Linked DNA regions of Gossypium hirsutum: all the other regions are linked to region 2. A link is a contact called in public Hi-C data. All regions are on one chromosome and are shown on one strand. The core of a region is the stretch at or near the end of the contact, and the rest is flanking DNA. Distances in the headings are between cores, read along the strand shown.

Evidence for each region. Hi-C and Micro-C count contacts between places; a contact is called where the count stands out from the background.
Region 1: a contact with region 2 is called in a Hi-C map of leaf, with 3 times the contacts expected there. The contact joins the promoter of LOC107916611 here to the promoter of LOC121202971 in region 2. A contact is called at or near these places in 2 of 34 Hi-C or Micro-C datasets (leaf and petal).
Region 3: a Hi-C map of leaf shows a contact between it and region 2, with 1.8 times the contacts expected there. The contact joins the promoter of LOC121204710 here to the promoter of LOC121202971 in region 2. A contact is called at or near these places in 8 of 34 Hi-C or Micro-C datasets (callus, hypocotyl, leaf and 2 more).
Region 4: a Hi-C map of leaf shows a contact between it and region 2, with 2.7 times the contacts expected there. The contact joins the promoter of LOC107917980 here to the promoter of LOC121202971 in region 2. A contact is called at or near these places in 9 of 34 Hi-C or Micro-C datasets (callus, hypocotyl and leaf).

What each region holds. Positions count from the first base shown.
Region 1 is chrA01:20,835,306-20,840,672 of Gossypium_hirsutum_v2.1, forward strand. It overlaps LOC107916611 (L-ascorbate oxidase homolog), which reads left to right and starts at 2,517. Exons shown (of 8, transcript XM_016845915.2): 1 at 2,517-2,925; 2 at 3,013-3,122; 3 at 3,979-4,249; 4 at 4,382-4,484; 5 at 4,574-4,919; 6 at 5,011-5,367. The coding sequence starts at 2,788.
Region 2 is chrA01:21,219,263-21,224,467 of Gossypium_hirsutum_v2.1, forward strand. LOC121202971 reads left to right here and starts at 1,645. Exons shown (of 4, transcript XM_041074586.1): 1 at 1,645-1,921; 2 at 2,060-2,142; 3 at 2,222-2,482; 4 at 2,593-3,030. The coding sequence starts at 1,819. The coding sequence ends at 2,766. It overlaps LOC121204538 (phospholipase D delta), which reads right to left. Exons shown (of 10, transcript XM_041074556.1): 6 at 5,049-5,196; 7 at 4,790-4,938; 8 at 4,389-4,556; 9 at 3,968-4,168; 10 at 3,033-3,712. The coding sequence ends at 3,419. It also overlaps the pseudogene LOC107917378.
Region 3 is chrA01:21,502,981-21,508,220 of Gossypium_hirsutum_v2.1, forward strand. LOC121204710 reads left to right here and starts at 2,894. Exons shown (of 3, transcript XM_041075095.1): 1 at 2,894-3,034; 2 at 3,390-3,690; 3 at 3,897-4,394. The coding sequence starts at 3,002. The coding sequence ends at 4,354.
Region 4 is chrA01:20,855,499-20,861,052 of Gossypium_hirsutum_v2.1, forward strand. LOC107917980 (prolyl endopeptidase) reads right to left here and starts at 1,923. Exons shown (of 12, transcript XM_016847444.2): 1 at 1,461-1,923; 2 at 1,153-1,372; 3 at 854-1,054; 4 at 686-756; 5 at 425-587; 6 at 1-143. The coding sequence starts at 1,720. It overlaps LOC107918106 (prolyl endopeptidase), which reads right to left. Exons shown (of 12, transcript XM_016847619.2): 5 at 5,465-5,554; 6 at 4,787-5,380; 7 at 4,309-4,689; 8 at 4,158-4,233; 9 at 4,021-4,084; 10 at 3,783-3,918; 11 at 3,557-3,670; 12 at 3,155-3,468. The coding sequence ends at 3,403.

The DNA.
Region 1 (5,367 bases), core at 1,267-3,766, 380 kb before region 2:
GGATAATGATAGGGTCTATATATGTTGCTTCAGGCTCCATCAAACAAGGCCGCTAATGATTTCCTCGTTGTCCCAAGTTGCTACAAAATTAAATAAAGGAAATGTGCTGCTAATCTCATTGCATGCATGCATACATATTGTTACTGTGGTAAAAGAAAAACAAAAAACAAATATGAATATGAATATGAATGAAATATGGAATCTAAGGATCTGTTTGTTTACATATAAAAAGTTTTATGAAAAATATTTTCTGTATTTTTTCGTGTTTGTTTCACAGAAAATAGTTTAGTTAATGAAAAATAACTTACAGGTCAAGATAAAATAAGTCATTTTTTTGTAAAATGACTTACTATTTTGAAAAGCGCAAGTCATTTTCAGGAAAAGAGCTCATCTATAGGTAATTTTATTTTTATATACAAATTAATTTAAATCAAGCTTAATATTATTATATTGATAATAAATTTTATTTTTTATTTTTAAAATATTTAAAATATTATATTGTTCAATATTATTAAACATACATATTTAATTATTTATATTTAGTCATATAATAAATTATTAATATAATAAATATAATTTATTATTTTAATAAATTATTTAATATTTCAATTTTATTTTAATAATAAATTTTAAAAATAATAATTTTACATAATATTATTCACATATTATTAAAAATATTCAATATTAATATTTTAATAACACATATTTATTACAATTATAAATATATTTATAATAAATGTTTTGTAATATAAAGGTTAAGATATGTCATAAGTCTATGTATACTTCACAGATTTGTAATTTAATCTTTGTACTTTTATTTTCAAGAATTTAGTCCCTTTACTTTTTAAATTTGAAAATCAAGCCGAATTGTTGACATGGTTAATTTTTTTTGTCCATCTTGTTGATGTCACATTTTTAAATAAAAAATACTCACTTGATAGTCATGTAATTAAAAAATGGCATCGTAATGAATTTGAATTTAACATAATATTTTTAATATATGCAAAAACAATGTAAAATATAAAATTATAGATAAAAAATAAATTCAACTAAACAACGAAAAAATAAGAAAATCTCAAATGTATGTTTGTTTAATTGAAAACAGGTTTTATGAAATATTTTTAAGAAATCTACTAAACAATAAAAAAATATTTTACACAGATTCATCCAAACACCAGAAAATATTAACTTTTCTAGAAAAATAAATTATTTTCTAAAAATTATTTTTCGAAAATTATTTTTAGTAAAACAAATGGAGCCTAAATTTTATAAATAAAAATATATTCAGTATTTACCGATTCAATGAACCAAGAATGAGGCCATTTGAATGAAATCCTAGTAATGTTTAATAAATTCGACGAATTTTCTGAGCTAGTTTCCTTCATAGTTTATTATTTTGATAATAATAATAGGAGGACGAAGCCAAAAAGAATTTTAGAAGTGAAAATCAAATTATAAATTTTACGATAATAAAAAGTAATTTTATTATTTTAATAGTTTATATATTTATATTTTTTTAAAAATTAAATTAAGTTTTTATTTTTTAGAGAGAATTAAAGTATTTTATTATTTTAAAATTTTAAAAAATTTAAATAAAAATTTTCATTTTAAATGGCCTGCTGTCCCTAACTGCATCCCTGAATCATAATTCACATTTTTAAGACAAAATATGAGGCAACAAACAAATACAAATAATCATAATGGTATATAATATTAGCATTCGTATCTGTTTAATTAAATTCAAATTATTTGAATGGAATTTAATTATTTTAATATCGATTTAAAGATAAAATTGTATATAAATAAATGGAGAGGATAAAAAATATACTATAAGATATTATAAAATTTAATTAATTTGTCCTTGAAATTATTGGAGTAAATAATAAGTTAAGCTCAAATGTAGAAAACAAAATTCAATTCGAATGAACCTCAAACTTTTTAATTGAAGCGATAATGGTTTTAAGTTGAATTATGTTTTTACTACTTGTATAATGAGTAAGTTATGTATTCGATCAGTTTTTTTTTAATTTTTAATTTTAATTATTGTAATTTTTGAATTTTAAAATTTTAATTTCAATTTAAATAATAGTAAACTTTTTATGTCAAATTTTGCTATTAATCTCTCCTTGTTCTCAAATTTGATTAATTTTAGTATTTATAATTTTTCATATTTTAAATTTCAATTTTAATTAAAATGTTAATCATTAAATTCATTAAATCAAATTACATAATTTTTTTATAACATAATTTGAAAATAGTATAAAACTAGAGTATAAAAATTAAATTTAGAATTAATGTATAATACTAAAATTAGACCATAATTTATTGATTCTAACAAGAACAAAAATAATGCGAGATCAAAAGTGGGGTCTTGACTTTGGGTTTCCCTGCTTTAAATTAATCACTTGGCAGTTTCACATGTAAAGGTCAAAACAAAAGAGAAGAGTACAAAACACACATGACACCACCACTCTCATAATATTAGTATTGTATTGAAGTCATTCTTCCACCGCCTCGCTATCAATACATTTGCAATGAAGCCGAAGCTCATATGACCCTGAATCACATTGCTGATGTTTATCTAAGCACCCCACCACCGACACTGCCTTTTATTTTTCTTTTCTTTACGGCTTATTTACACTTGCAGACAGACATCATCCCCTGTACCGCACTAAAAGAGTGTGCCACTCCCCTCCTTTTTTCTTTTTAAAGTCTTTCACTTTCGCTACATAGGAACTGAGAGCCAGGAAAGGTTTTTTTTTTTTTTTTTCATTTTATACTTCCAAAATGCAGCTTCATTTGGCGGTGGTATTGCTTTGTGCCACAGCTGGTCTTTTTGCCATTGCCGGTGCTGAAGATCCCTACAGATTCTTCGACTGGAATGTTACCTTTGGTGACATTTATCCTCTTGGAGTTCGCCAAACGGTGACCCTTCGTTCATTCACATCTTGCTGTTTTTGTTTTAAACCATATATGATGATGAATTGATTAGTTAGATTTTGATTTTGGCAGGGTATTCTTATCAATGGTCAATTCCCGGGCCCTGACATTCACTCTGTTACCAACGACAATCTCATTATCAACGTCCATAACAGTTTAAACGAGCCTTTTCTTATTTCCTGGTAAGATCCAACTCCATTCATTCCATCTTCTTCTATCCACAAACATTTACCCACCCTTTCTTTTGAAAGACACGAATCTAACTAATCATCATCTGTCTAGCTGCCATGTGGGGGCATATTTTTAAGCTTAGTACCATTCTGACAAACATCCTAATTAGTTGTTTACTAAGATTTGTTATTAAAAGAATCGGTCAGCTTTATTCGTTTTACTTCTTTCCTGCCATCCTTGCATGTGGTTGGTCACATGGCAGATCTGGTTGTCCCCATTCATTTCCTTCCTTTAACTCTTTCCTGTAAAGTGAAAGACTGCCCGTGAAAGCGGCAATTTGAATGCCAAGGTTTAAGGCATAGGTCTTGGAGACACAGAAAATAGTGTCTAGTATCAGTCTATAACTAGAAAGCAAAAGTGTCCTTGATTGAGAGAGACAGCGTTTTAAGATTTTACTGGTGAATTAATTTGGGAAAGTTGGATGGCCCATAATCTACCTAATTTTAAACCCATCATTCATCATGGCCCAATTTTTAATTAGCTGTCTCCCACCACCACCTAAGAGATAATGGGAAGGTGCAATGTTGGTGGACTTAGGAATGTTTTGATAGAGATTTGGACGCATACCAGAAAAAGGAAGCTAATGTCTTTCATACCTCAATATTTTGTTCATCATTTATGAGCTTGCAAATAAAATGTAAGATTGCAGTATTTTGTTCTTGATATTGAATTGAATTGAATTGAATTGTTCATCACTTGTAAAGTCCTGAAAATGTAGAAAAGTTGCATACAAGTGGTAAAAGCTGTGAACTTGATGAAAGATGCCATCTAAAATTAGCAGATACTAAAATGAAATGGTAAATGTAGGAGTGGAATCCAACAGAGGAGGAATTCTTATGAAGATGGTGTATATGGAACAACCTGTCCTATTCCACCAGGAAAGAACTTCACATACATTCTTCAGGTCAAGGATCAGATAGGAAGTTTCTTTTACTTCCCCTCTCTTGCATTCCATAAGGCTTCTGGTGGTTTTGGAGGGATCAGGATCCTCAGCCGACCTCGGATCCCGGTTCCCTTCCCGGATCCTGCTGGAGATTACACTGTTCTTGTTGGAGATTGGTACAAGTCCAATCACACGGTATTAATCATCCTTCATTTTTCAAACCCTTGCCTTTACTTGGCATTTAAATGGAAAATGCATGATCTTCATAAAAGTTGTGACACTTCTAACATTTGGGATCACTTGGTTTCTGGAAATGTGCTTGTGCAGAATTTGAAAGCTCGTCTGGATCGTGGTAAGAAGCTCCCTTTCCCTGATGGAATCCTTATAAACGGTCGAGGACCTGGCGGTGCCTCATTCAACGTTGAACAGGGTATATTAGTCACTCTAATTATATGTGGTTTAAGTTGTTTCGGAAGGATTTGATTTGAGAATAAACATGTTGTGCACCATTTATTGCAGGGAAAACCTACAGGCTTCGGATATCAAATGTTGGATTGCAGAATTCTCTCAATTTCCGCATCCAAAACCATCGGTTGACGTTGGTAGAAGTTGAGGGAACCCACACTTTGCAAACTACCTACTCTTCAATAGACCTTCACCTTGGCCAATCATGTTCAGTTTTATTTAAAGCTGATCAGCCTGCAAAAGATTATTACATTGCAGTCTCCACTCGCTTCACCAGCCGGGTCCTCACCTCTACAGCAATTCTCCGATATAGCAATTCCGCTGGCCCTGTCTCTGGTCCTCCTCCTGGTGGACCAACTATCCAAATTGACTGGTCCTTGAACCAGGCCCGCTCTATCAGGTACTTTTTTTCCAAGTTTTAACTGACACCGACAAGCTGTGAACCTTATATTATGTGTTCTAATCTAGTTCTGTGCATGTTTTTGTTTCAGGACTAACCTTACAGCAAGTGGACCAAGGCCTAACCCACAGGGTTCATATCACTACGGTCTCATTAACACAACCAGAACCATCAGGCTTGCGAATTCCGCCGGGCAAGTTAACGGCAAGCAAAGATATGCAGTTAACAGTGTTTCATTTGTTCCAGCAGACACACCTCTGAAACTTGCTGACTATTTCAAAATCGGAGGAATTTTTCGTGTAGGAAGCATATCTGATAATCCTTATGGCGGAAAGATATACCTTGATACTTCAGTAATGCAAGCTGACTACAGGGCTTTCATTGAGATAGTGTTTCAGAATAATGAGAACATTGTACAGAGTTGGCATCTTGATGGCTACTCTTTCTT
Region 2 (5,205 bases), core at 395-2,894:
CATTATGAAAATTCCCATAATTTCCTCGGCAAGCCCATTTTGAGCTTAAATTGCTATCATTGAATTCCCCGACACCAAATTCAGAAATGGAGTTGCTTCAAATAACGAACAAGCTTCACGTAAAAGTGCGTTCAAGATTTTCACTTCATTTAGCCCAATTTCACTGTAAAGCCATTAATGCACTAGCCTTCACTTAAAGCTCCCTTATCTGAGATAATAAATAAATAAATTAGCGACAAAATTTGGTTGCATATCTATTTCAAATCTCATTCTACAAAACGCACTCATGCATCTAGTTGTAAACCCACTTCGAGATAATCCCGAAATTAAAGAATTCCAGGAGACCAAATCTTGTTCGGGCATTTCACCAGATAAATTCCGTGCATCTTCAGGATATCCTGATTTTGCATACTTAGTCACCAACTGCTCGCCAATGAATCCGTGAGGTAATTCACATATTTGATAACTCAAGCATGAAAAGCCTGACAGTAGGAGACACGACAGCAAGAGTTTACAACAGCAATTAAAGCTGAGACAAGTGAGTCTAATTTTAAATGAGAGTGAAGTAGAAGAGAAGGAATGGCATTACAAAGAGCTCCCGGTTTAAGAAAGAAAGAGAATGCTGAACAAAAACCCGTTTTTCTCATCTCCCAATTTTCAACTCCAAACCATAAGTTTAAAAGGACATGTTTCTTTCGTCCCAAGAATCAAGGTTGAATGGCGCCAAAGTGATGATAGTTCAGCTAAGTTATGCAATTCCAACTAAAGTTCAATTCTAGTTTTACCCCTTATACTATCCTAGATTTAATCTATCCACTTGCATTTTGGTTTAATCTGATCTATCTACCTCAAGCAAACGGCAGGGGTGACCAAATTCTATTAGTAGTCCCAATACTATATCTATGTTATGTATTTAATCCTTGTACTCTTAGGCTATTGATATATAACTCCTAATCCAAACACTAGCAGTTACATTCTACTATTTTTAAAATCCTACGTGGCAAATATATAACCATTATAATGTCTTGTTATTTTCATATAATCCTGATAATAAAAGTCATGATATTTTAATTAATAGATTTAACGATTATCGTTTTAATTATGATTAATCGATAAAGCATAAGACCAAAAAAAATGATCAAATTGGAGAACAAAAATTCAATCTACAATTTATGCATAGTATAAGACTAATAACAAAATTTTACTTGACGGATTTAACAATAAACATTTGCATCAGGATTGAAATTTCAAAATATGAAAGTACAGGGACTAAAAGTAATCCAATTAGGATAAATACACTAAATTGGCAACATACACATAGCGTAGGGACTAAAAGAAAAGTTTGAGCAAATAAGAACCGTTTAGGGTTAATTTACTATTTGGTACCTGAGCAAATAAAAAACTTACGTATCAAATTGAAACAATTCAAATGTCAAATTGAAAATCGAAGCCAAACTCAGGTACCGAATTGAATATTAAAATCAGTCTCAGGTACCCAACGGTATATTAACCTAACTGTCTATAAACAGCAGAAAAGCTTTGAGAAAGGGCCAGACTGCAAGTCATGTTGGGTTGGATTTGGAGTATGGTTGTCTCTGATTCATTGGTTCTAATGGGCTGTTTGTTCACTAAATTGCGTACAATAAATGAATGGTTTTAAGCTACTCCGTAACGTGTCTCGAAGGCAATGGCCTTCAAACTTCTGACCCTGAATTTGTGTGTTGAAGATCAAACGAAATCGTGAAAGAACCATTCTTTCAAGCTCTCTTTTTTTTTTGGGTCTCCATCGACCACACAGTTTAACTCACCGCCTCGCCTATGGAAGCGCTCGGCTCTCAACCCCTCGCCCTTCTCTCCATCTTCTCTCCTAAACGAAAAGATTTCCCGGCTAGAATCATCCGCTTTCCCACCCATTCCAAAAGTACTTAATATCATCCTTTAATTTCAATCTTTCTTCCTTTTTTTTTTCCGTTTATGTCTTTCCTTGGCTGTAATAATCGTTTTAACACCAATATTTTCCTCTCTCTCTCTCTCTCTCTTTTCTGTTTTTAATTATCAGAGGACGGTAACGATTCCGATATCCAATCTGATCCTAACAACACAAGCATCGTTCCTCTCGTCGGCAATCAAACTTTCTCCCAGGTAAAAACAAATAAAGCTAGTATGTTTTTTTCAAGGACAAACTAGTGAATCGGGTTTTGCTTTGTGGATTTCAATTTAGGATGCAGCGATGGGGTTGGTTCTAAGCGCGGCGTCTGTAAGAGGATGGACAACAGGATCGGGCATGGAGGGTCCATCTGTACCCGCCCGAACCGATGATGACCAATCCAATACGGAGCAAGTTTCCACCTTTCCATGGTCTCTCTTTACCAAGTCGCCACGTCGACGGATGCGTGTGGCCTTCACTTGCAATGTTTGCGGTCAACGAACCACTCGAGCCATCAATCCCCATGCTTACACCGATGGCACCGTATTTGTTCAGGTAACTTGTCTAAAGTAAGAGAATCGAATTTCAGTATCAAGGTGGAGTCTTTTATTTGGGTATTCTGAATTCTGGGTTTGGAAGTGATTTGGTGATGGGGATGAATGCAGTGTTGTGGATGCAATGTTTTCCACAAGCTGGTGGATAATTTGAATCTGTTCCATGGTATGAAATGCTATGTCAACCCCAGCTTCAATTATAAAAGGGATGGCCAATGGGATGTTGGATTCAAGTTGTTCGATGAAGAAGACGATGGTGACGGCAATGTGTTTGATGGCTCATGAAGCGTACATTTCTTTGCTCATACTGGGAAACTGATTTCGGTCATGTTTGTATATAACTTTGCCCTTTGCCTGTCTTGGTGAAGTTAATTACTTTAGACACTTTGTATTTCCAGGGTAGTTGTAAAAAAATAAAAAATAAAAAATGGTCTTTAGCGTGAAAACACTAGTAACTCAGTGTGTAAAATTTCCTCAAGGCTATTTTGCCTGTATGACGGTGCTAAACTGCTAATTGACTGTTAATATATTGATATTCAATTACGTGTATATCCTCTTATTATTTTCCCTTTCTCTGATGGAATTCCAAGAACACGTGCTACATCAAAATTAGTTGGAAGAATTACAAAAAATTGTCAATTAGTATAGATTTTGGTGATTGCAATGCCTAAGGTTTCACATTAAACCGACCATGTACATGAAATTCAACCCTGTCCTCTGTTAACACAAGGATGCTTCTGCAATCTACGGTCTATATAGGAAGAGCTAGACTTTCCCCGCCCTGTTCCCCTTTTGTTTTTGACTTGAACCCAAACAGTCGTTTATCTGCACAATATATATATATGTAGGATGAACTAGACCTGCCCCCACCTTGCTTCCCGTTCTTCGGTGTTGAACTGAACCCATACAAGGATATGAACATGGAAAACATTGGAACCTATGTGGTAAGAGAACGAGGAAGTGTTGTTCGAGTTCCAAGTATCTTGCCACCAACATCCGGGAAGGTCTCTTGTCCAGGCAAGTGGCTTACTTTACCATTGCTATCTACCTCAATGGGATACTTGAGTAGGTGTCCCTGTAATTGCGTAAATGCCTCGCTCGTGTAGCTTTTCCAGTTTTCTTCAGCAATATTGTTCACAGCCTTAACGCAATCTAGACTTTCAGGTTCTTTAAACAGATCATCCACCTTTTCCATGTGTTCAGCCCACAGTGACATTCTATATCCATAAATCTGCATCATCATCCATCAATCAGATCAAACATCACTTCTCCAATAGACAGATTTATAATTGTATCGAAACACGAGATTGTGTTTATGATGTTCACATTTGTGGATTAAATTCTATCATCTAGGTATAAACTAAAACAAGGTCCTTCAGGTGTCAAAAATGAAAGAAAAAGAAAACAAAGATCATTCTATTTGTCAGCAATTTTAGGTCTTGGGCATCAGAGAAAAAACTGAGATGGCAAGGATGAAAATTCAAACCTGACCGTGTGGATGTCTTTTCCTCTCACCCCATGTGTAATAGGGTTGGTATGCACCCACTGCTATCTCAGTGTCCCTTGATCCAGCCAAAGATCGTTCATTAATATTGGCAGACCCCAATATCACATACTCGTCATCTACTATCATTCCCTTTGCATGTACGTAAACCATAAACCGTTGGAACTTTTGTGAAGCTGAAACCTGAAAATAGTGATTTACCCTCACATTCTTAGCTCCATAAAAAACCTCAATTCAAATCATGTTGTAAAAGTCAATTCAAGTGGCCCCTTAAAGCTGATAACAAAAGTAAACTTGTCCGAGTTCTGGCTTGGGACCAAACAGAGCCAACACAATCAAGTTCTAACAAGCAATCGACCAAGTATATAAACAAATGACAAAGGTAGTGTCACTGTTTGGTTACCGTTTCACTATGGTTACATTGGGATGAACTTGGCCCAGAACTTTTGGGAACTTCTTCCCTATTACCAAGGCAGTAGAAATTTAGGTAGTCTTGTGGATGAGAATTGTCGATACCCATGGATTTCAATTCTTGTGCTACGACTCCGTACATCATTTGAATTGTCTGCGCCTGAAAAAAAAAGAAAAAGAAAACTAAACTAAGCAATAAAATAATGAAATATTAAGCAATGACTAGAAATAATGATGAATAATCTGTTAGTGTCAATGAGTTTGATTTTACACTCTTCTTCTCCGATTCTAGGTTACATTACTATTACTGTAAAGCACAATCACTGTTTCATTCTAGTAATAAACAGTTCAGAAAGGGGAAAAAAAAGAAGAGAAAAACTAAAATCAGATTACCTGCCAACAGAGTATCTCTTGCACGGAAGCTGAAGTAGGGTCACCCTCAGGCCACATTGGTATAACAATATAAACCGCAAATCTTTCTTTTGCCCTTATCTTGCTAGCAATCTTCAAGGCCAATTCCATAGGAATTAAATTCTGAGCACCTAACAATAGGCCCCAAAAAGAAAAAGATGTCTCAGCTCCCGGCAACAGAAAGCAACACCTTTTCTCAATAATCCAAAGCAGTAAAGAATATATAGAATGTTTCCTAAACCTGAGTCTTTGTAAGATGGCCAACCATATGACGATCCAATGAAATATTGGTTCTCAATATATATGAAGTGCTGAGCAGCTCTAATTGCCTGCACATATGCTGTCTGAATGCTCTTGTCTATCACCAGATTTTTTGCACAAACAAGATTCTGCAGTAA
Region 3 (5,240 bases), core at 1,644-4,143, 280 kb after region 2:
AAATAATGACTTGGTATATTTGGTAGGCAAATATTATGTTTCTACAATGAATAATATGAGAAGAGAAAAATAAAAGGGAAGAGGAAAAGAAAAATAAAGAAAATAAAAAGAAAATTTTAAATTGTTAAAAAAAATAAAAGTATAGGGACTAGCTTTAACAAATGAAAAATATAGAAAAATTACGTTAAAGGAAATTGAGAAGAGAAGAAAACTGAGGGAGAAGGAGAAGAGAATGAAAAATAAAGAAAAAAAGAAAAAGAAAGTTCAAAGAATATAAAAAGAAAAAAACTTAAATCACTCAAGGAAAAAAATATAGAGACTATTTGTATAATTTAACTTAAATTTTTTGTTTGAAATAATTATTTAATGTTTCACGTTAGCTTGCTGTTATACAGTTGACGACAATTAACGGCCAGTAATTAAAATGTTATAAGATGATAACGTAAGTGATTAAAACGTAACATTTCAAACATAAGTGACTAAAATGTAACATGAGATAAATAAAAGTGACTATTTTGATAGTTTAATTTAAAATTTATTATTTTTATTTTACTTGAGAATAAAACTAATTTTGATAAAATTTGATATAAAACACTTTATGAATGACTAATTTAGTAAAGAGTACAATACATAGTTTAAGAGTAAGACTGTTCTTATAAATTGAAATATTGGGCTGTTCTTATAGATTGAATGTTATGGTGGATGAAAATAAAATATAAAAAATTTATGTTTTGTTTGCTTAGAAAACATTTAAGAAAATGTGTTTGTTGAAAATTTTAAAAAAGATTTTTTAGAAAATGGAATTAAAAATAGATTTAATGATAAATTTGGTCACGTTTGCATGTTTTATTAATATAGTTTTAATAGTATTTTTGAGCCTTTTTTGTTATCAATTTTTTTTTCAAATTGGTTTTCCAATAGATTCAATGAAATTCCCATTAAAAAATTAACGAGGGTAATGTGAAATTTCATATGTACAATATTTTTAATGAGATATAATTATTTACTTAAATAAAATCAAAAGTTGATGGCCAAAAAAAGTTCAAAAATAGAATTAGGATTATTTTGACAAAATATGCAAACATTAGTGACTAAATTCATCATTAAGCCATAAAAATAAGCAAATATTAAAAAAATAGAGTTATTTTATTGTTTTCATTAAAAATGACAGAAGAATTTTTAACTTTAAACTCATAAATGTAAAAATATTTTTTTAAATCATTTTTCAAATATTAAATCTAATACTTTAATATAAATTCATATTTTTATTTTAGATATTATATTTATTTTATAAAAAAATAACACGTTTTACTTGATGAATATAAGTTTTTAATTTTATTTATCAAACATATTAGGTGACATTTTGTTGTTAGTCTTTATATTTTGTGAAATTTGTGGATTTAATTTTTATATTTTAATTTAGTTGTTTTTAGTGTTTGTACTTCTCAAATTTTAAAATTTTAGTTCTTACCAAACAATAAAATTCTTTTTGAAACATAATTGTATTAAAAACCAAAGTAACAAAACAAGAGCAATAAAACAAGTCAACTGAAGCAAAGGCAAGAGCAAAACTAACCCAAGCACACAGACTTACCTTATACATCCCATCCTACACTTTACACTATTATTAGCCTCGGCATTCATAGCATCAAATGATAAAACAATAGAGAGACCATCAGACGGCTTACTCTATTCTGTGGTTCGTATACAATGAAACTACCCGAGCAAGCGAATGAGTAGCTTTATTAGCTTCTTCACGAGTCCAACAAAATGAAAAATGCTGAAAATAAGTAACATTTCGGCAGTTCTGAACCAACAAACCAAACTCAGAGACATCAATATCTTGAGCATGCAAAGAGTTCACTACTCGTAAACAATCTGTCTCAATGTGTTAAGGATATTAGTGTTAGCTTAGCTAAGTTGTTAGTCAAGCTGTTATGAGTAGCAATTCTGTTAGCAAGTTTGTTAGCTAAGCTTGTTAGCTAAGTCTGTTAACTAAGTCTATAAATACTATTTTCCAAATGTACAAAAACAAGTTTTGAAGTCTAAATACATTAATGGAATTTCTTCATTAGATTACCAATATTTCTTCATGGTATCAGTCGCTTGTTGATACTCGGGGATGGCTACTACTCACTCCGCTGACTCCGATTTCAATGAGCATCATGGTGCGGTCTTTCATGGTGATCATGTCATGACGTCGTTTCCTCGGCATGATGTGGTCAAACTTGACGAAGGCACTTTTCTTCAATGGCAGTAACAGATTCGACACATTGTTGCTGGATATGATTTGGTAGGCTTTTTGGATGGCTCTTTTACTGCTCCGCAGAGGTTTGACCAAGGACCAAACAGTGCTCTTCTTGCGAATTCGTCTGCCACGGTCTTCGATCAACAAGATTAGCTTCTTACCTCGTGGCTTCTTTCCACGATCAGCTCTTCATTTTTGTCCTTCTTCACGAATGTACGATCGGTTTCTGACGTGTGGTTGACTACGACAAGTCTGTTTGCGGCCAACACAAGTGCTAAGCAATCTCGGATCCGTCATGAATTGCATTCTCTCAAGAAAGGGAGCCTCTCCATCAAGGGGTATGTTGCGAAAATCAAAGGTCTCTGTGCTCTCTTGGAAGCTTCTGGTTCTCACATCTCAGAGGCAGAGAAAATTGAAATCATGTTTGCAGGATTACCGGCCGAGTTTGATGTTGTTGTGTCCTCTGCGTCTCTCTCCTCCACTCCGTTTCCTTTTCAACGTGTAGTCGATGCCCTCCTCGAGTGTGAGTCTCGTCAGGCGCGAGAGGTCCAAGAGCTCTTATTTGTGACGAATATGGTGGAGAATGTTTCTTCGCAGCTAGTGAAGGGTGTCACTCGTGGTGGTCGACCTCCATCTCGTGGTAGTCGAGGAAGAAGTTTTCGGCCACGTCTACAGTGCTAAATTTGCTTGCGGTTTGGACATATCGCACGAAGGTGCTACAATAGGTACCATCGCGACGACTCTTTGCCGGCAATGGCTCCGGCGTCGCATCAAGTAACTTTAATGGTAGGCTTGTCTCCTGGTTTGCATGATGAGTTTGGAGATGAAGGCTGGTTCTCTCAAAAAAACCGTCGGCCTAGGTTTACACCTAATTCTGGTCAAAATTGTTTTGAATGTGGTCAACAGTACATCGTGGGTCAAAGAGATTTTTTCTCTCATGATGGCAATAGAGGTGTACATGGTGTTAATGAGCAGCCCAATTTGTCAGCACGTGGGCCAGCTATGGGTTATGCGCCTAGGCCTCATGTGCGTCGATCACATGCTTTTGGGCCTGTACATGGCGTTCCTAGGCCGACTACCCCATCCATTCCTATTGAGCCTATTTCTAATAATGTTCAATTTGATCCCTTTATTGGTGTAGGGCCGAATGATGGTCAGCCGAGTGGGATTGTGGTTCCTTGGCGCACCAAACCCTGTGCGCGTGTCTACTCTGGGTTTGATCCTTGCATTGGACTTCCTCGAGTCGGTGACATTCACGCATCTGATTATTTTGATTCCTCTAGGTCTTATGGAAATACTACACAAGTTGGCTCTAATGGTGATGGCACAGACTCGTATATTCTTATGCCAGTTGGCACCTCCTCGTGGTAACCTGACTCTGGTGCTAGTAATTATGTTTGTCGGGATCCTTCGGCTTTGCATGACACTTAACCCGTATTCAGGTACGTCTTCACTCTTAATAGCTGATGGAACGCCTGCTATAATCTCGTCTATTGGTCAGGGGGTATAATTTACGCAGTCTAAACTGCTTTGGTTATCTAATGTTTTGTGTGTTCCGGCAGTACAAAAAAAATTATTATTTGTATCTCAGTTTGCCACTGACAATGGTGTCTTTTTTGAATTCCATTCCACATATTGTGTTATTAAGGACAGCGTGACCCGGGAAGTTTTGCTGAAGGCCATCTTCCTGATGGATTGTACGTGTTTTCCTTACCGGGTACTTCTATTTCAAGCACTATAGCTCCTTCTATTGCTCACGTTGGACTTCAGCGTCGGCCCGATGACAGTGATGTTTTTTCATTGTGGCATAATCACCAGGGCCATCCGTTTACGTCTGTTGTTAAAACTGTTCTGGATAAGTGTAATCTTACATTAAATAATATGTTGCTTGATAGTGTTTGCATTGTTTGTAAAAAAGGCAAATTCCATAAATTGCCATTTTCTGATTCAACTATAGAATATATTGATCCCTTTGCATTAGATGTTTTTGATCTTTGGGGATTGCATCAGTTGCGTGTGATAATAACTGGTATTATGTGTCGTTTATTTATATGTGTACTCAGTTTTGTTGGATTTATTTGGCTCGTCAAAAATCTCAGGCCATAGAATATTTTATTCAATTTCAAAAATTGATCAAGACTCAGTTTGGCAAGACTATCAAACAGTTTCAGAGTGATTGGGGTTGTAAGTATCGAGCATTTACTTCTGTTCTAGCATCTCAAGGGATAGTTCATCGGCTGACTTGTCCATATACCTCGGAACAAAATGGAGTGGCTGAACGTAAACATCGGCACATTATAGATATGGGCCTTACCCTTTTGGCCCAAGAAGATCTCTCTATGGAGTTTTGGGCCTATGCGTTTTGTTGTGCGGTTTATCTCATTAGTCGTCTTCCTACTCTTGTTTTAAATGGACAAACTTCGTATGTCAGAAATGATCAAATTGCATGAAATGGATTATTTTATTATTTAAATTATAATATTGAGTGAAATTATTAATTTAGTTCAAGATTGGGGGAAAACATATTTTAAGGATTAAATTGAAAAGTGTTGAAATTATGGAAAATTTTGATATTTTATAGAGACTGTTATCAATATGTATGAGAATAATAGCTGGAAATAAGGATTAAATTGCAAGAATTTTATTTTCCTGACCCTAAGGATGAAATCTTCATTAATTAAAAGTTTAGGGGCAAAATGGTAATTTTTCCTAGAGCATTAATTAAATGCATTAGAATATGAAATGAATGAAAATGATGATCAAATTTATTTATAAAGATCCGGACGACTCAAATACGAGACTTGATCGTGGAAAAGAAAAGATATCGGATTAATGAAATTATAAACACAAACAAGCAATGAGGTAAGTTTGTGTAACTTGAATTGTATTTTTAAATACTTGAAATATGTGGCTATGTGATGAAAATATGATTTGAATGTTCAATTCATGATAATTGATGAAATATTGATAATACTCGATATAAATTGAAAAT
Region 4 (5,554 bases), core at 673-3,172, 360 kb before region 2:
TCAAATGTATCAATCAACTTGACAAATGGGAGAAGACCATCCTTATTCCTGAAACCTTCAAGACCTTCAGGAAGTGAGGATATGTCGCAGTAGTATAGTTTATTGACAGGGTCACAACTCTCCCCAATGGTTAGGACAAGATACTGCACAACAAAATTTAAAAGGAAAAATAGAATGAGAAAATATTAAATTTGCTTTCTCCTGGCATTTTATCTCCAGACTCTCTTTCAGTTAGAACAGTGCACTAGTAGTTCTATTAGCAGCATTATGATTTAACTCTTTGGAAACATGAAAATATAGTGAAATTAAGTTAAAAGAAGTTGCTTGATACTACAACTTGAATACAAGGAAAAAAGATGTGAAAACTAGATTGCCTTCCAAGTTGTTCATACATTTCTAGTTGCCAAACATGACATCCATTTACCTTTCCATCATCTGTGATACCACCTGCCACAAAGTGCTTAGGATTTTCAGGATCTCTCCAGCATAAAATATCTTCAGATTGATCTGTACCGAGAAAATGATAGTATAGCTGTTGATTAAGGTTAGAATCGGTCTCTGTCCCAGCGTCAACATTTTCTCCCTCTCTACATAATAAACATACCATAACCTTATTTTCTATTTTCAGAATTAAAAAAAAAAAAAGGTCCGTCTCTACTCCAATCAGAACATCATTTTTACTTACTTAGGTGCTGGATAACGACTATAGAAGAACCCTTGGCTATCATGGGTCCAACTTATACCTGAAAACTTTACCTGTGAACAGAATTGAATTGCAAGGTTAGCAGGATAATCAATCAACAGACTCTTGAAACAAAATTGAACACTCAAAGACTCAAATCAATCAGCTCACCCATGATAAAGTATCAGGCTCAGCTGATTTATCCTCAACTCGCATCACTTTAATCGTCACCCAATCACTGCCACTGGAACTAAGCCCATATGCCAAATACTTAGCATCCTCACTTACAGACAAGGAGCTCAAAGACACGGTTCCATCCTCACTAAGCGAATTGGGGTCAAGCAATACTTGAGCTTCTCCTTCCAAACTATCCTGGAAAAAGAAAAACTCAACATCAGATCAGCTCTTGAATCCCTTTTTATGTACGAAAAAAATAAAATCCATTTGAATAGAATTCTTGGATTACGAACCTGGACATAAAGGACATTTTGTGCTTGAAGTCCAGTGTTATGGAAATAGAAATACTTATTGCCTCGCTTGAATGGGACCTCATAACGTGGGTGATCAAAAAGCTTGGTGATTTTCTCGCGAAGCTTATCTTTTGCTTCGCACTGCTGAAGCACCGATTCGGTTAATTTTACCTGTTTCTGAACAAAATCCTTTACTTCCTCAGCATCGGGATCTTCAAGCCTAGGAAGCGAAATGATTGAATAATATCTTCAAAATAATCGATATAAAATTTGAATAAAATGATGGAAATTTTAATGAAATAGGATACCATCGATAAGGGTCAGCAATCTTAACGCCATGGTAATCGTCAACGACAGAGTCGTCTCTGCGAGAAATTGGATACTCTAAAGGCTCTTTCAACGCAGAAACTGAACCCATGAGACTAGCAGTCGAAACGAAAGGGTTGAGGCAACGGCGACTCTTCCGTGGAGCTGAGACTTTTACTATTAGATTGGGAGCGAGGTTTCCGAGACGGCGCGTAGTGTAAGGAAGATTAAAAAGGAGCGCGTGGCATGCGCGTGAAATCATCTATTAGAAATAGGGAAAAAGAAACGGCTTGACTAGGTTAAAGGTCGTCTGGGGCTGGCTAAACAGACTTTTCCAGTTTTCTTCGAATCTTTTATTTGCTTATCTGTACATTATTCCTTAAAAAAGAAAAAGACCCGCCTACGCTAGTAATTCAACTCTAATTCTGTCTTAATCTATTTCAAGTTCAATGTTTTCCAACGTATGAAAAACACAAGATTTTACTTTAACCAAAAATTATAAGTATTCCTTAGTGATGAGTGATTTCTTTTAAATTCATTTATGGTTAAAAACATATGAGTATTCATTTAGGTAGCTATATTTTTATAAAGAGATATGAGCGAAATTTTATTTATATGTGACACTTAAAAAGAAGATTTAAGTATACTTTGATTATATTTTTCCACCATTTTTTATATTCCTAGATTATTTTATAAAAAATTAATATAGAATTTTTTTATAAAAATTAATATTATTGCAGTCTATCAGTGTAAAATGTAGATAATCATTAGGTTTCTTTATATCATCGAGATTCATTTGTCAGTAATTTTATGAGATGTGCCTCACATTTAAGGAACAATTTGCAGGAACTTACAAAAGTTAGCCGGCGACGTCGTGACAACGCAAATAAGAACATTGTGACGTGTTTCCCACCAAAATTATCTTCTCCTAATTAAACTTTGCTATCTTTTATCAGTCGATCTATAATTACTTCAGGAATATTTTAGTATGAGTAGAACTCTAATATTTTATCAGTCGATCTATGATTACTTTAGGGACATATAGTACTCTTGGGTTTTTCTTCTGGGTGACAAGATGTAGTCGCAAATGAGTTTTGATGAGAGTTTTCATGGTAATTATAAAAAGAAGTTTATTCTTGAGTTAGAGCTTTGTTTTTGGAGTTTGAGTTTGTAAATTTAGTACATTTAGCAACATATTATACTCTCTTTTGTTTACTCGTTTAATGATAAGCCGAAGCCTCCTTTGTTCGTGATTTTAATCCTCTTCGGAAGAGTTTTTCACGTAAATATTTGTGTTTTCAATTCTCTCTTAAGTTTACTTTTATCTCCGCCACATCAATATTGATACATGCTTTGAAGCCTTCGTTACTTTTTGGTAAGTTTTCTTTTATCCCCCACATGCCCACACCAACATTCTATTCTTTGACGCCAGACTTGTGTGTCATTTAGTTATAGATAGGCATTTGGCAGTATCATGTTCCTTTAGAAGTGGGCAACGAATCTACAATCCCATGTCTTTTAAACTGGATTCTCAGGCAGTCCAAGAATCGCCTAAGTTTCTACCAAGTGGAAATCTAAAGTATTGATTTAATAGAATATATGCAGTTAATGTTCTCTATCTTAAGAAGGAAAAGCGAGAATATCTTGCTCAAAGAATATCAGATAAATTGTGTATAAAATTCGGCACATGATGACATACATAAACATTAGATCATCAATTAATTATGTATGTGCGTACTCAGTATAAGGAACACTTTATTGTTATCTTGATCCATGTTTCCTTTACAAGTAATAGTTTGTAAATATAGCCTGAGGTTAACGTTGTGAATTCTAACTATGAGTAAATTTTTAACTACATATATCACTGTAACATAGTTTCTTGTAGTTTCACGTCGGGAAAAAAGTTTGACCTATCTCTACGAAGATTTTCATATTTGGTATGAGTTACTCTATCCAAGATGCACCTAACACCTTAGCCATGAAGCTATACCTGTCAGCAGCTTCATCAATCTGCAGGAAAAAAACGCCATAAGGTGAAATATAGTCCAGGGAGTGGCTAAAAAGATGATAACTTTACAAGGTTAACGACTCTGATTACCAGTTTATGTGTTGGACGTCCACATCCATGACCGGCCTTACACTCAATACGTCCAACAATCGGATTAGTCTGGGGACTGTTCTCCAAGCTCGTACACAGAACATGTTGCATTGTCTGAAAAAGAACAAAGAAACCAAGTGCCCTTACAAGTGGTGGAATTTCCAGGCTTCCTATGCGGGTGGATCGAACAAGTAGAAACTAGTACGAGTATTCAGAAGGAACTTACTGCCAACATCTTCAATGAATGTAACGGAACGACACGATCATCGTGATCTGCAGTCAATAGCATAGTGGATGGATATTGCAACATTCTACCAGGAAGTTTCTCCCATGGTCTCCTTACATTATGTAATGGTGAGTACCTCATAAACATAAGGTAGAACCCAACAGCTAGTTCAATGTCCAAAACCTTGTCTCAAGTTAATTCATAATCAGATGCCAAAGTAATATAAATTTTGACTTACTTGATAAGCCAGTTGAAATCTTCTTCTTTGTCAGAACAGCCAAAATCACATGTCCAAGCATGGCCTAATTCAATCCAAAACTTTAATCAACATATAACAGTGATCATCTAATATAAAGAAGGTCAAAAGAAACTAACCTATGGTGAATTTGTGAAACCTCAACATGTCCATGACACCAACATGAGCCAACGCACAACCAAAAAGCTCAGGTCTCTGGAGAAAGGAAAATGACTTAATATTTTGAACAATTTACGGTCAAGGAAAACAATAAATGAAAGAGAAGTAAACCTGATTTATGCAAGCCCCAACTAGAAGCCCACCGTTGCTTCCCCCTTCAATACATAGCTTTTCGGGCATAGTATATCCAGAAGATATTAGATACTCAGCAGCAGAAATGAAGTCATCAAAGCAAGTTTGCTTCTTGGATAAGGCACCAGCTTTGTGCCATTCCTCACCGTATTCTCCACCACCGCGAATGTTTGCGATGCAGAAAAAAGCACCAAGGTGCCTGGCAAGCACTATACGACTAACACTAAATGATGGTGTGAGACTGACATTGAATCCACCATATCCATACAACAAACAAGGGTGTGATCCATCCAGATTTAGGTCCTTCCTCCCAATTATGAACATTGGGATCTTGGTGCCATCCTTACTTGGCACGAAAACCTAAAATGAATTGAAAGAAAGAAAGGTAACATACCAAATAAAGAACAACCATATAAAATAGAGGTAAGCAAAACTAGAATAGAGCAGGATTTATCACCTGATTGACTTTGAACTCCGACCGATCAAATCCAAGCACACTAATCTCACGGAATATCTTCATTTCTGGAAACTTAGTTCCTAAGTTACATTGATATATTATACCAGGAGTAAGAAAGCTAGTAAAACCAATGAAAACGATACTATCTTCACGGCGAGCAGAGATCCCGTAAACAGTTCCTATGTCAATAGGCAAATTATGCAGCATGGAACCTGTTTCCAAATCCCTGACTTGGATCACATACTTGACATCACTCAAATAACTCGTAATTATCTGATTGCCATTCACAACACATGCTGATTGAAGCACATCTTTTTCATTCTCTGGAATAACATCAATCCATTTACCCGGTTCCTTCAGATCGACTCGAACTAATTTATATTTCGGAGCATCTTTGTTTGTCATGAAAGTAAACCACGAATCATCATTAGCAACATTAATATATTGTGCGTCGAACTTATCTATCAACTTAACAAACGGGAGTGGGCCATTTCTTTCCCGGAAACCTTGGAGACCTCCAGGAAGTGTAGACATGTCACAGAGATAGAGTTTATTGACAGGGCCACATCCCTCATCAATATACAGAACAAGATACTGCACGATAACGAATACAAAGAATTTCCCCTTAGACACCAAAATGAAATGAAATTGTAGATGCACGCTTAAACATCAACTTACCTTCCCATCATCCGTCACTTTTCCACTAAACATGTGCTTTGGATTGTCAGGATCTCTCCAGCATAAAATGTCTTCAGACTGATTTGTACC